Linked DNA regions of Strix aluco: region 1 is linked to region 2. Evidence: chromatin contacts called from public Hi-C data. All regions are on one chromosome and are shown on one strand. The core of a region is the stretch at or near the end of the contact, and the rest is flanking DNA. Distances in the headings are between cores, read along the strand shown.

Region 1 (6,790 bases), core at 4,059-6,558, 320 kb after region 2:
ACAGAAACAGATGGGGGGGGGGGGGGGGGATGTCTTTCCAAAAAGAAAACAAACCTTGCTAAGACTTAGCTTGTGCATTTGCACCACTTAGTAAGAAACCTCTTTTCCCAGTGGTAGTGAACAAATCTCCCAGCCTAGTATCTGGAAATGCCAGAAGAAAGAGATTGTTCGTATAAACACATACATTTCCAGGGGAAGTTTACTCTTCCTATAGCCAGAGGATGTTTACTTTTCTAGAAAAAGAGTATGTTAAAACCTTTCTTCCCTTCTACTTCATCACCATTCCACTGGCACTTAGGAACAGACATTCCTCATTTCAAACACAAGGTTTAGCAGGTCAAGTGAAGGGGGAGCCATGGTTGTATACGCAAGAAAAAATAAATACAGGGAATGAAATGAATAAACAAAGAGGCTGAGTTAGAGCTTAGAGACCAAAAGTTCCCCGACCGGGGCAGTGACACAGGCAGGCAATGTGATGGCTGAAGATTGTCAACTCAAAGAGCACGAGCTCAGGGCTAAGCTCTGCAGGTCAGACCCACAGTGTTCCTAAATGTCACAGGGACCACAGGCTGAGACCCTCCTCCCTCCCTCCCTCTGCCATTGCTCATGAAACACTTCTGAACCACCGGGAATGTGACCAGCATGCTACGAGAGTCGGCTGGCTTTTGGTATGCTCAGTTACTGATTTGCTGCGAGCAGGTTTTAGAGATCAAAAATCAATGGCAACGATTTTAACTTCGGTTTAACAAAGTCCTAATGAAGTTTAATGGGTGCCATTAGGTAAATTGCAAGCGCCAGCACTATCCATCATTGCACAGAAATGGAGATACTTTAAAACGCATTTTAAAGTTTCTTATATAAGTACAATGAGAATAAAGACTATCTCGTTATTTTTATGACCGCTTAACAAGCTCCTGCAGTACTCAGATAAGCACCTACAAACGAAAAACCACCGCTCTCATAATCAAGTACAATTCCACTGCCTCCAGATTAATCACACCTGATTAACCGCAGGGTGAACTGGGCCATATAAGCAGCAAAGACCCACGTTTAAGGATGAAACTCTGGCTTTGGGAAAATAGGCAAACGCTGCAACTGCAATGCTTATGGAAGAATTCCAAAAGCCTCTATTTGGACAGGCTTAAGAAAATTTTACCTTTCAGCTAATGAATAAATGTGAAGACAAAGAGGGTTTGATTAAGTTCTTGTTCCTGCAACAAGTGAAGAGGACAGGAGAACTGTCTCAAGGTTGGGCTTTATATAGCAGCGTCCATGCTTCAGGAAAAGTACATGGCTCTCTGCAGAAATCAAGACAAACTTCCCCTGTACTGAACAGGACAGGAATCCAGGTCCATCACTCATAATCCAAGTAAACAAGTTACAACAGCGGTGCCACAGAGCTGAGCAGATACAGGAGATGCCACGTCTATCTGTACCAGTGCAGGTGCTGGCTGACAAACACTGAACTCTCCAGGAGCACTGGATGTTTGTGTGAGAGGAGCCCTCTGATTTTCATGAACACAGAAGCACCTGATCACAGGAAAAACCACATTTCCATGCTGGATCTCTGGAGGTCTCCAGCCCAACCCCAGGACCTCATCCCATTGAGTTCTGAAGGCCTCCAAGGATGGCATTTCCACAGCTTCTCTTGGCCCTGGAAGAGCAGAGTGGGGAAGGGCTGAAAATTCACTCTTTTCTTGTCTTAGGCACCAAAACAGCTTCCCAGAGGCACCTCTGACTCCTCTGCTTGCAGACCAAGGAATCCAGCAGTCTGGGGATGGTGAAGGAGAACAACAACGAGGGCTTAGAGTTCAGTTTTCAGGCAGAAGGTGGAGGTGACTGGAAAAGTTCCCTTTCACATCCCTCTCATTCTGAAGTTGCTGCAGCTGCTGAGATTCTTCCCCATGCTGCATCCCTTTCAAACTGCTGAGAGGAAGCCACTGTCACCAAAAAAAAAGACAGATAAGGAAAAAGAGCATCTCAGTAACACAACAGGAAAAGCCAGTCATGTACTTCAGGTTTCACTATTAAAACTGCTGCAGAGTATGAGTTTCTTCCATCTTCATGGAAAGAAGTGTCCAGTTAACTGAACCTATGTGTATTTTTCAGAAAAGACTTTAAAATAAGGAATTAGGTATCATCCTGTATGCATTCCTTCCTCTCCCCCAAACTGAGAAAAGTAATCTCTGAGGGAAGAATTTAATCAAAGCCAGCTGCTAATTACTTTCCTGACACCAGGGGAGAAGAATGTTGGCATCAGAAGGATCTGGAAGATTTTCATGATTAATATTTGATAAATCTGTAATTGGACTGTTTGATTTTGCAGTCTCCTTTGAATAGAGGTAGAAACTTTATTGAAATTAATCTTTATGAATTCAGGCCACAAACTTCAGGGGATGATAACTCATTGATTGATTTGAGTATCTTGAAGTGCTAACCCTGGAGAGAAGATAAATTGGGATTGCTTAAGGACAAGTCAATACAGACTGAATATAATCCAGAGTGCTTTCCCATTAAAGGAAATAAATTACATTCTGTAAAGAGTTAAAGTTGAATTTCTCCAGCCTTTTTTTGCTGAAGTTCAGAGATTTGACATGAATATTTAATCTGAAAGCAAATGAGAATTAAGTGTGTTAACATTGAATTAATAAAATAGTTGAGTAGCATGCAATAGTGAGCAAAGGTTCTCATGAAAAAATACAACAATCAAAATTGCAACATTATAGTTATCTAATATATCATATTGTTTAGAATTGGATATAAGAATTTTCTCTTGATCCTAATAAAATAAAGCAGAAATTCTATTAAATGCAGTAAGGACATTGTAGGGGTGAATATTATTACTATGAACAACAAAGCCAATTTCTTGCTCTGATTTTTAGCTATTGAGTTATGTATTGAAACCTTTAGAACTGGTTTATGCTAATAACCCAGCAGCAAAGAAAAAAAAATTCTCCAGAAACATGTGGTCTATAACTAAAGTAAATTAAAGGCCATGTGCACATTCAGAGGGATCTGAATGCCAAATCTTTTATTTTGAAGGCGAGAGATTAAAGTTCCCTTTGCTTAACCAGCATTGCTGCTTTGAACAGACAGCAAAGAAATGGCAAAAAATAAGAAAGAAGAGTCTTAATCCTAGTATTCCAACATGGCTTGTGTGCGTTTCCCCTCTACTGCAGAAGCAACAGCAATACAGCTCTTTTATATTAGCTTTAAAGAGGATTTGGGTTTGGGCACCTCTCCCCTGATATTTTTAATTCAGCATTTAAATAGTTGCATTAGTATGCACAGCACTTTCCACATATGCAAGTAGGAAGGTTTTTGCCTCAAAGAACTCGTGATCTAAATTCAACCACAATATTGAAAAAATGACAAAAAAAGGTACCTGAAAACAATACTGAGTCTTAAGCTAGCTGCAAAGCTTTCTCCCTTCCCTTTTCCATCTCTGCCAAGATTTACGAGAAGGCAAGATACAGAGGGTGATCGCCTCTGTAAGGCAAACAAAAAAGGCTGAACTTGAAGACAAAGATGATGAGGTTGTTCAGCACAGTGCCTGTGGAAAGCTATTCCGGACTCAGAAAATTGATAAAGATAGCTTTGTTAGAAAAGCTAAAAAGATATAGCTTATGAGAAGTCATGGATTTGGTAGACATGGCATGATGGCTAAAGTGTTTGAAGTGGATGAGGAAAAAGGCAAATATAAAGATGAAAAAGAAGGAGCTAAGACGATGCTTCCTACAAATACACTTCAGGCCAGAGGGGGACAAACGTGCCGTGTTCCAGGAGACATTAAAAAAAAGAGGACGGTGATTTGAACCCATGTTATGGACTGGAAAACCAGGACCATTCTGCAAATGAAGAGGGAGGATGTGCAGGAGCTCTACACCTGCGCAGGGACGTGGCTTTGGAATCAGTGCTCTAGTTGAGCCTCGCTGACTTGGTGTATATATTCAACATACGCTCTGCGGGTAGTGAGCGATCTATTCAGCAGAACCCACACAGCCAGTACGGCCCAACACCAAACATAACCTGTCTTTGTATTGCTCGTTTTTCTTGGAGCGACAAAGACTTGCCCACAAACACAGCTTGGAGCACCTTCAGCTGCAGATGGTGAGTAGAGTGGAGTAAAACCATGACCCCTTCTCTTTGCTGTGGAGCACTGGAGAGTTTTTCTGCACGGGGCTTCCAGCCCACTCCTACCGCCAAGCCGCTGCATCGCCACACAAAGGAGAATGCTTTCAACTCGTACATATGCGTTTGCGTTAATAACTTCTGCAGTTAATTAACTTTATGTAGCCCATGGAATTACCTCAATAGAGCTCATAATGGAAAAGTTTATTTGAAATAAAAGCTAGCTTTGTAAGCAAACCTCACCCAATAACCAGGCCCAAGGAGAAAAGGTGGAGAAAGGAAGCCCTTTCACAACGAAGGAGGAAAAAAAAAAAAGAGAAGTCTTTAGTTTATTGAAGAAGGGCTTTATTCTTATTTTGTAAAACAGTTATTTTTGTAGAACAAGGGTACGGGGGTGGCTGTCAACCCACCCCTGCAGCTTGTCCCGATGAGAAGGCAAAGCGACGCCGTCGAAGGAGAGCACTAACCCATTATGTAGGACGCTTGCATTTTATTTCCCTTTTAAAGCTGTCTTTAAATCACTGTGTTTAAGGGGGAGTCACTGATAAAAACCTCAGTTATACCAAGGCACGTTTGTATTAAATTTGAGGGAACTACCTATCGCCCCTGAAGGACTGGTTTTGTTAGAAGTGGCATTATGTTTCCCGTTCTGATGGGACTTTCCAGGAAATCCCCGGGCCCAGCGGCCTTTCGGTGGCTGAGCAGCTCCCCCTGCATTTTTTTCCAATAACAACACCCCCTCTTTTATTCACTTTCGACTTTATTGTACTCTCCGGCCCCAGCACGACCCAGCCGAGTGCTGGGGCGGGGGGCAGGGGGGAGGTGTAATGGCAGCCCGGTTTACATTACGTGACTGACTCCTGGCGCACCCAACGGGTACTGCACCGCCGGTGACGGGCGACCCGGTGCTGACACGACGACCCTGAGGAACCCCCGCAGCGGCCTTCGCGGGAGAAACACCCTCTTCGGGTGCGGCGGCCCAGCCCACCCGGCCGCCCTGAGGGGCCGCCTCACGCTGCCCCACGGCGCCGGCCGCTCCCCACCGGGCCGCGCCACCGCCGCATACCCGGCCCGAAGCAATCTACCGCCGAGCGACTCGGCCCGCTCGCTCGCTGCCCGCTCCCTCGAGGCGCTTAATCGAGGTGTCGGTGGATCGGCTTGCTCGGCTTGGGGAAGGGCGGGGCGAGCGCCCGTCGCGCGGGTGCGCCGGGGGACGGCGGCCGGCGCCATTTTGCAGGAACAGGTGAGGGGTGCGGCGGTTCCGCGGTCTCCGGTGCTCCCGTTGGGTTTCTCTCTCCCTTCCCGTCCCCTCGGCTGGTGCTGGCGGCTTTGGCTGCCGGGCTTGTAGCGAGCGGGGCAGCGCCGCGGTGCCTTGCGGGACTGTTGTCGGGGAAACGGCCGTGAGGGGCCATCGGCCCCGCCGAGCGGTGTGAGGGGCGAGCAGGAGGTGAGGCCGGGCAGTGCCTCGGAGGCCAGTGCTTTCGCTTCTCTTGCAGGGGCAGCCGGGCCTGCCGGCGAGAGGGAGCCCGCCGTCTGCAATGGCCAATGTGAGTATCGCGGATCGCCGGCCCTCGGGCGTCAGCGCCGTCGCGGCCCTCTTCGCCGGCGGTTTGCGGTAGGGGGGTGGCTGTCAACCCGCCCCTGCGGCTCGTCCCGATGAGAAGGCAAAGGAGAGCACTTTCCCGTGTCATGCGGGACGCTTGAGTTTTATTTCCCCTTTAAAGCTGTCTTTGAATCACCGCGCTTAGGGGGGAGTCATTGATAAAAACCTCAGTTATACCAAGGTACATTTTTATGAGAAGGGAGCGGTATCGTCATCCTTTCATCTTAAATTTTGGAAGCCAATTTTCGTGGATATTGTGGGAATAATCGAATTGAGGATTAAGTAGGATCTGTTTTGTTTGGGGTTTTTTAATGTCATGAATTAAGATGAAATACATAGGTTCACCAGGGTACTTCCAGACTGAAGAATGAAACAGGCTTTATTGATTTAGTCTTGCTACGGAGACATGAATAATTTATTGATTTCAGCGGTGTTTTTTCACTTGTGTAATGCTAGGTATGTAAATATTTGCATAAGTGAGCTCAGTCAACATACCTGTAATTAACACTAACATCTGCATGTTAAGTGATCCTGATTATAAGAAAACGCTCTTTTCTGGTAATTATGTGTCAGCTGTAATTGTTTACATCTGGTTTATCTGTAATGTAATCATTATGCAAAAATTAATTTCATTACTGGTTTTACATAACAGAGGAAAAAACCATTCAAGTGGAATCAGCAGACTTCTGTTGTTGTTACAGGAACGTTTTAAACATAGAGGTGTTTTAGAACAGGCAGCTTAAGGCCTTACCTGTAAATACTTGATTTGAGTCAGAAAATCAAATATGCTTTTATGCTTTTGAGTCTTCATGATGTTGGTAGAACTTACTAGACATTGTATGTTTACGCAGAGGTGGTGTGTGAGAAACTGATGCTTAGTGGCTTAGGTCCTGATACTCTGAATAGAGTTTTTATCTTAAACATACTATTTTCTCACTTTTTTTGAAGTAACCTTGTTGCATATGTATTTAATGGTGAACACATGTGTAAACTTTTATAGAATCAGGCATACAGCACTTAAGGAAAAGCCCTTTATGTCAGGTTTCTCAAAAGAAT
Region 2 (6,518 bases), core at 3,530-6,029:
TTTTAAGGTTAAAGCTCTGACCAGACTGAGGAATTAAAAAAAAAAATCTCTCCCCTATGCTGCTTCTCTGGTATCTAACAGAAATGCTCAGACTGCAGCTTCTCCCTCAAGAGAGCAATTATTTGCTGGACCTTTTCCCTTTGTAGCTGCCCTTACAATTCTTCCAAGAACTCAGGCCCTATACTTGGCTGTCAAATTTGCTGGAAAGCCACCTTCAGCTCAAAACCTACTGAGCAGAGTGACCAAAAGACTGCACAAGCCTCATCTCTCTAGGAAATCAGGCCACACACACAAAAAAAAAAAACCAAACTTACCTCTTCTTTAACAATTTCAGAAGGAAACGCCTGCTTAGATATCACCCAAAGTGCCCGAGTGCGAGTGTTTTTGTCTGAAGTTTTTACAGCAACACTGTTCACCATTGAAAGCAAGTCTCGTATTTCAGTTGCTGAAAGCAGAATGCACAGCACTCAAATTCTGGTTATACAGTTCTAGTCGGGTCATTTTGTTCAGTTAACGTTACTAAAAATCCATTCAACTGGAAGTCCCAATGGACATGATTTAATGTCTTAAGCATTCTGCATAAGATCTTAAACAATTTTTGGAAATTTCTCTCAAAATAAACTAGCAAAAAAAGCTCAAAATGTGTTAATATACAGAGACTGTTAATGTAGTACATCTGCATTACCTCTATAAACCACAAAACCAGAAGACAATTTTACCTAAAAACACTACAACTAAAGATTAAGTATTTAATTATCCAAAATTTCTTGAATTTCAAGTGAATTTAGCAGCACTTTGGTCAGTTCCACTGCTATGCTGACATACAGAAATTCATTTTAGGGTCTACAAGAGATTTCATTATTAAAGAGAGTGGTAAAGCTGTAACTGAGATAAACACAAGCTTATTACACAAAAACGAATAAGGCTAACATAGGACTTACATGCAACTAGGAAGACAGATGGAGAAATCATGCATTCCTTTGAAATTCCAAGCAAAGCCTGATTTGTTACAAATTTGGGTTTTGTGGCTAGATGATCTCACTATCTGAGAAACAAACTCACATACAGTCCTTTCCTCAGTCAAGAGTACATATGCTTTTTGTCCTCTCTCCCTAACTCTCCACTGCTCTCAGGACTTAATTATTTCTAAAGCCTGACATTCTCTAACAAAATTGACTGTAATTTATCAACTGGTTAAAAAAAGTTACATGGGAAAGGAGAGGGACCACACAGCCATCGTAAATGCCTCATTCTCATCCAAAATCAGGCTAAATACTGCATAATAGGAAAGCAGGACACACTGAAAAATTGAGTAGAACTGAAAAAAAAAAACAAACCAAATTTCAACAAACAGAATGGCAGTCACATGGAAAAATGCTCCCTACACATCCACACATATGATTTTGTTCAGTCTTGCCTGAGGTTAAGTTTCTCTCTAATAAAGCTCATTCCAGAACATTTGTCCAAGAGTATTTAACACTTCTTAGAAGAAAGAATAATTGACAGTACGCCGTTTGCACCATCAAGGCACCACGCAACAGCCAAATCCCACCGCACTTCCTTCTGTGCCCATGAAAGGCAACCTTAGCTCAAGCACCTTCCACCTTCACCCAACCTGACACACACACACACCGGGACAGCTGACACTGAGCAGCTTCTGATCGTGTTATTGCAACTGGATATGCCCGAGCCCTGGGACATGTAACAGGCACCTCGGGGACCAGCCAGCTTGGACATTAGCTCTCCCTTACTAACAAAATCCAGTGGTTTTACCTCGATGCATAGCCACAAGTGCTCAGCAGCCAAAGCTTTTGTTAAAGGGATTTAGCACTTTCTAGGAATGTAGGCCATAAGATTATGGATTACTTTCAATTACTTTAATTTGAAATATTTACCAGCACAATATATGGGGTTGGATTAAAGGTCCCTTCTAACCCGAATCATTCTATTATTTAGTGTAACAACCAGGAATCACCAGGTAAAAGCTAGAAAGCAGTACTATACATACTGAAAATTCTACAAACAAAAAAAGCATTCTTCATTCTTTTTCCACTTGGACATCTTTTTTGATTACTAGTTCCACAACATGAATTACAGTATGTAACTGGTACCAAAGCATTTAATAAAACTAGAAGTTAGTAAAACAGTATTAGTGTAACAGCATGAAAAAACATACTTTTTTTGTACAAGATGGAATTAATGAACTGATCACACTGCTCATACTAGGGAAAACAACACTGCACCATGTGGGAACTGTAAACTTTGTCAAAATTAAAGTATATACTAACAAAGACATAAAAAAAGAACTCTGATATATATATACACACACACAACCAGCATCTACACTGACATTTGTTTGCTTACCAGATAATTGAGATGTAATACTTGAATTAAAAACACAGAATCCCAACGCCTGTAATGCTGCATTACTTAGCTCTGAGTTTTGACTAGAAATGTGCTTCTGAAAAAAAAAAAAAATACAGAAAGTCTCAGTTTACAGAAGTAGCTGTAAAGTACTGTCTTAAAACCAACACTTCTGCTCAATGAAGAGAGCTGTCAGAACCAAACACTTGATGAAAAATGCACCCATGTAGGAAATCCTTCCCGATTACACACACTCTAATAAAACAATTTCAGGTTCTGAAGACATTTTCGCTCTCTGTAATCAAGACATCTTTACTGAAGTCAGTCCTAAACAACTAAAGGTCTTTACTTCTTCATCTGTTATGTATCTATCACTTGACTCTCCAATTGTTTTTAAACATCTAAAAGGGAAAAAAAGTTGTCTAAGAACAGTATTAACTTTCAAAAAATTTTGACATTTACTGCATATTCCAAATCTCTAAAGTGTTTCTAAAGGCTGACAGAACACACTATCTTTTCTGCCCGAAAGATCAGATTTGACTGCATAACACTGCCTGAACACATCCAAGACCCTATATTTTATTTTTTCTGTAGCAATTTCTAAAAACATGGAAGATATATTTTCCCAACAAACCCTCACTGCTATATCACTAGCTTGAATTCTTAGTAAATGAATTCAAATATGAGTCTTACAATGGCCACTGACCTTGACCTCCCTAAATATATCATTGTTCACTGAAGTACAGAAAACAATGGAAAAGACATACCTTAAACACCTTGCAAAGCTGAGGAAAGTGTCTTCTGACATCTGCAGTGAATTCTTTGCCTTCCTCACCAGTCAAGCGACTTTAAGGAGCAGAAAGGAAAACGAGCAATATTCACAGGTTAAACAGGTTATAACTGACATAACTAAGTTTCTAATACACAATTCATTACCTAGTACAGAACCCTTTCTTTCCTTAGAAAGCTAAAACACAACACTGAAGAAGTTAAAGAGCGAAAATGCCAGTCACCACATAGTCTGACATACTGGCACAATATTGTGTTATAAAGTACATGTGTCCTAGGATACTGAAAAAAGTGAAGTGACTACTGACCCATTTTGTGCTTATGGAGAATAAAAAAAACCCCCAAACCATTAAGGGCTTTAATTCTTTGTCAACTTTTATAAAAGACATTAAAAATTAACATGGAAACTTTACACAACTGCTGGAAATTAGATAAACTTTCCACAGAAATATATGAGCTTAAAAAGCACGTTCCTCAAAAGCAGCTCTAGAACACAGGCTCCCCCAAAATTCTGGTTTGACAACTGGCAGTGATGACATACCTGAAAGACATCCATACAGAAAAGCTATACTTGCCCTATAAAATGTTAACAATCAAGTTTCAGATAGCAAAAACCAACCATATTAAATGCAATCATCCAGAAGACAACCTGAGAAATCGGTTGTTGCTTAATATTATCTTTAAATTAGCACTTTTTTTGTCAGTTATTACTACAAACCTGTATAATCTTACAGTGTGATCAGTATCGCTGGTATCTAAGCAGTTATGGCTTTAAAAGTTACTAAAAAGCTGAAAGGGAGATACTGAGGGGAAGAGATAATGCCTTTGCATATGCTAACAAACTTGAAAGATCCAGCTAAAAGCAGAACCTCATGATTAAGAAGCACCTTCCAGAAAGAAATGCAATTAAGAGAAGACACGATACACAGCAACATACCTAACCTTTCCAATCATAAAGCTGAAATGTAAGACTTCTTCCAGTTAGAAAAGAAGTTACTATTTCTCAACATTCCTTCACTCGCCTCCGCGGTCTCCCCGGGAAATGCACAAGGAGAGGCTCTCGGATAAGCAGACCCCAGGACTCCCTCCCGCCTTCCTCCCACTTCAGGCCTACATATTTCCCGCGATCTCCAGCCAGCGACTACGCAGCCCCACGCCCTGCAGCCCTCCCCGGCTGCCCGCATTTCGGGCCGGGCAGAAGCTTCCCTCCCTGCTCCGCCGCGGCTTCCCGGGGCTCACTCTCCCCTGCTCTCGGCCCAGCCACACGCGGGTCGAGCCTGCCCCACGCCGGCGGGGAGCCACACAGGGCCGAGACCGACCATCGCCCCCTCAGACACCGCGGGCCTCCCCGCTCCCCTCACGCTGCCCCCGCCGCCCTGAGGAGGCGGCGGCCGCGGCCCGCACTCACTTAACGATAGTGAGGTGCGCGTCGGTGAGCTCCCCCGGCGGGGCGGCTGGGTCCTCCAGAGTCTCCAGCAGGGGCTGGAGACTGGGGCAGGCGGCAGGAGCACTCATGGTGCTGCTGGACGAGCGGGCAACCTAATACCGCCAGCCCCGAGCCCAGCCGCCGCTCGTCCCGCGCCGTCTTTCCCGGGCTAAGATGGCGGCGCGCGGGACTGGCGGCGCGCGGGCCGCGGGGCCGCGCCGGCCCAGCCAATGGGAACGCGGGGGAGGCGGGGCCGGCGGTCGAGCCGGAGGACATCGAGCGGCGCCACGCGTTTTGTCCGCGCGCGGCGGAGCGCGGAGCGATGGATCGCTTCCCGCGCCTGGTGGGCACCGCCCCCCTGCCCCGGAGGGCACCGCCCCTCGCTGCCGATTGGTGGCGGCAGCCCGGGGCGGGAAGGGGAGGGGTGCGAGGGGCTGTCAGTCACGTGAGGCGGCGCCGGGGGCGGGGCTCCCCGCTGCGCGCCTTCTGGTCTCCCAGAGGCCACTTTAACCTAAAAACTATTGATTTGGGACTGGAAAATAATCTCCAGAGCGCCCAGAGCTGCGCAGCGGTTACAGCTGAGCTGCAGCTGCACAGAAACCTACCTGCATAAACCTGAAATTCCCCAAGACCCGAAGATGTGGGTCTGTGCTGTGCCGTGTGTAGCCCCGCAGCCATCTCCGGTTGGGTCCCCAAGTCGGTGTGGGGTTTCCAAATGATGAGGAAAAGTGAGTGCGACAGAAAGCATCTGGGGTCTTCGCTCCCCACCATGGCTGCAGCACCAAGCGCTGCCCGACACCCACCGCCAGCATCTCCGGGTGGGAGATGTTAGCACTTACCTGTGCACAGTATATCCCACTGTGGGGTAAAGGCACTGAGGGGGACAAGGGGCAGATGTGTGGCTTACGTTTGTGGGTGTAATATGAAGTAACAGCAGCAGCTGCAAATCCGAAGTGTGGAGAAACGCTGTTTCTCAGGGATAGAGGCCTGAGCAGTCACATTAATGGCTGAGTCTGTCTTAGTCACCCGCGAGGCTTCGCAGTGGTGCTGGAGTGCTTAGCAAGAGTGCCTGTTCTGGAAGGAAACTCTTCCCCAAACAGCGTTACCCCCCTGGCTCCGTGGGGGTTTCCAGAGAGACAGATATTTCCTGTACACCCCTTGGTTCTGGTCCATATCAGTTCAAGACCTGTTGCTTCTCAATTAAACATTTAAAAAAACACCAAAACCAACAAAAACCCACCCTAGGTCATAAACAAAATGTTACCAGTTCTTTTCATGCATTTTCCTTATTAACAAACATTTTTGCTGACCTTGGAGAACTGGAATGTTTTATAACAGGAGGATGTGAACAGTTACTCAGGCCACCAGGTGGCAGGATTAAAAAGCACCAGTGGATTTTAGGTGCAGCTTGATACAATTAAATGTAGTGATACGAACTTTGGTTCCCGGCACTCACATAAAGCAGGAATAAAGTGTTGGAAATGACAGGGAGAGAAGCTGCAGTGCTAGCTGCAACACTGTTCTCCAGTACAGCCAGAAAGCAGGATTATATTCCTAGTGAAATTACAACAATAAAACCTGAAAGGTTAAATAAATTTAAAGAACAAAGAATTAGAATAAATACAGCAAAGATGGGTCTGATTAGCTTAAGACCCTCCTCCTCCTCCTGTGCAAAACGCTTTCTGAGGAATTCGCAATGCTCCAAACAAAAATATAATGCACAGGAAGATTGTCAGTGGGCATTAGACTTCAGCAGATCTGGGGTCAAGAAAACATGCAGAGCGAAAGAAAGAGACTCTTAAAACTTATTTACTGCTTTAAATCAAGAAAAATGTTTCAAAGTCTGAAAAGTTCTCAAGAAATAAAAATAATTATTGAAAACTCGGGACATGATTCAAACAGAGGTAGCTTTAATGCTGCTTCAGACTGGAACAAGTTA

What was found. A called contact is a pair of places that touch in the nucleus more often than the background predicts.
Region 1: a contact with region 2 is called in a Hi-C map of brain, with 6 times the contacts expected there. The contact joins the promoter of MMADHC here to the promoter of RIF1 in region 2. A contact is called at or near these places in 2 of 2 Hi-C or Micro-C datasets (brain and heart).

Annotation. Positions count from the first base shown.
Region 1 is chr6:2,991,230-2,998,019 of bStrAlu1.hap1, forward strand. MMADHC (metabolism of cobalamin associated D) reads left to right here and starts at 5,309. Exons shown (of 8, transcript XM_074828491.1): 1 at 5,309-5,374; 2 at 5,628-5,678. The coding sequence starts at 5,670.
Region 2 is chr6:2,667,262-2,673,779 of bStrAlu1.hap1, forward strand. It overlaps RIF1 (replication timing regulatory factor 1), which reads right to left and starts at 4,780. Exons shown (of 34, transcript XM_074828470.1): 1 at 4,562-4,780; 2 at 3,132-3,210; 3 at 2,365-2,461; 4 at 315-445. The coding sequence starts at 4,668. TNFAIP6 (TNF alpha induced protein 6) reads right to left here. Exons shown (of 6, transcript XM_074828220.1): 6 at 6,475-6,518.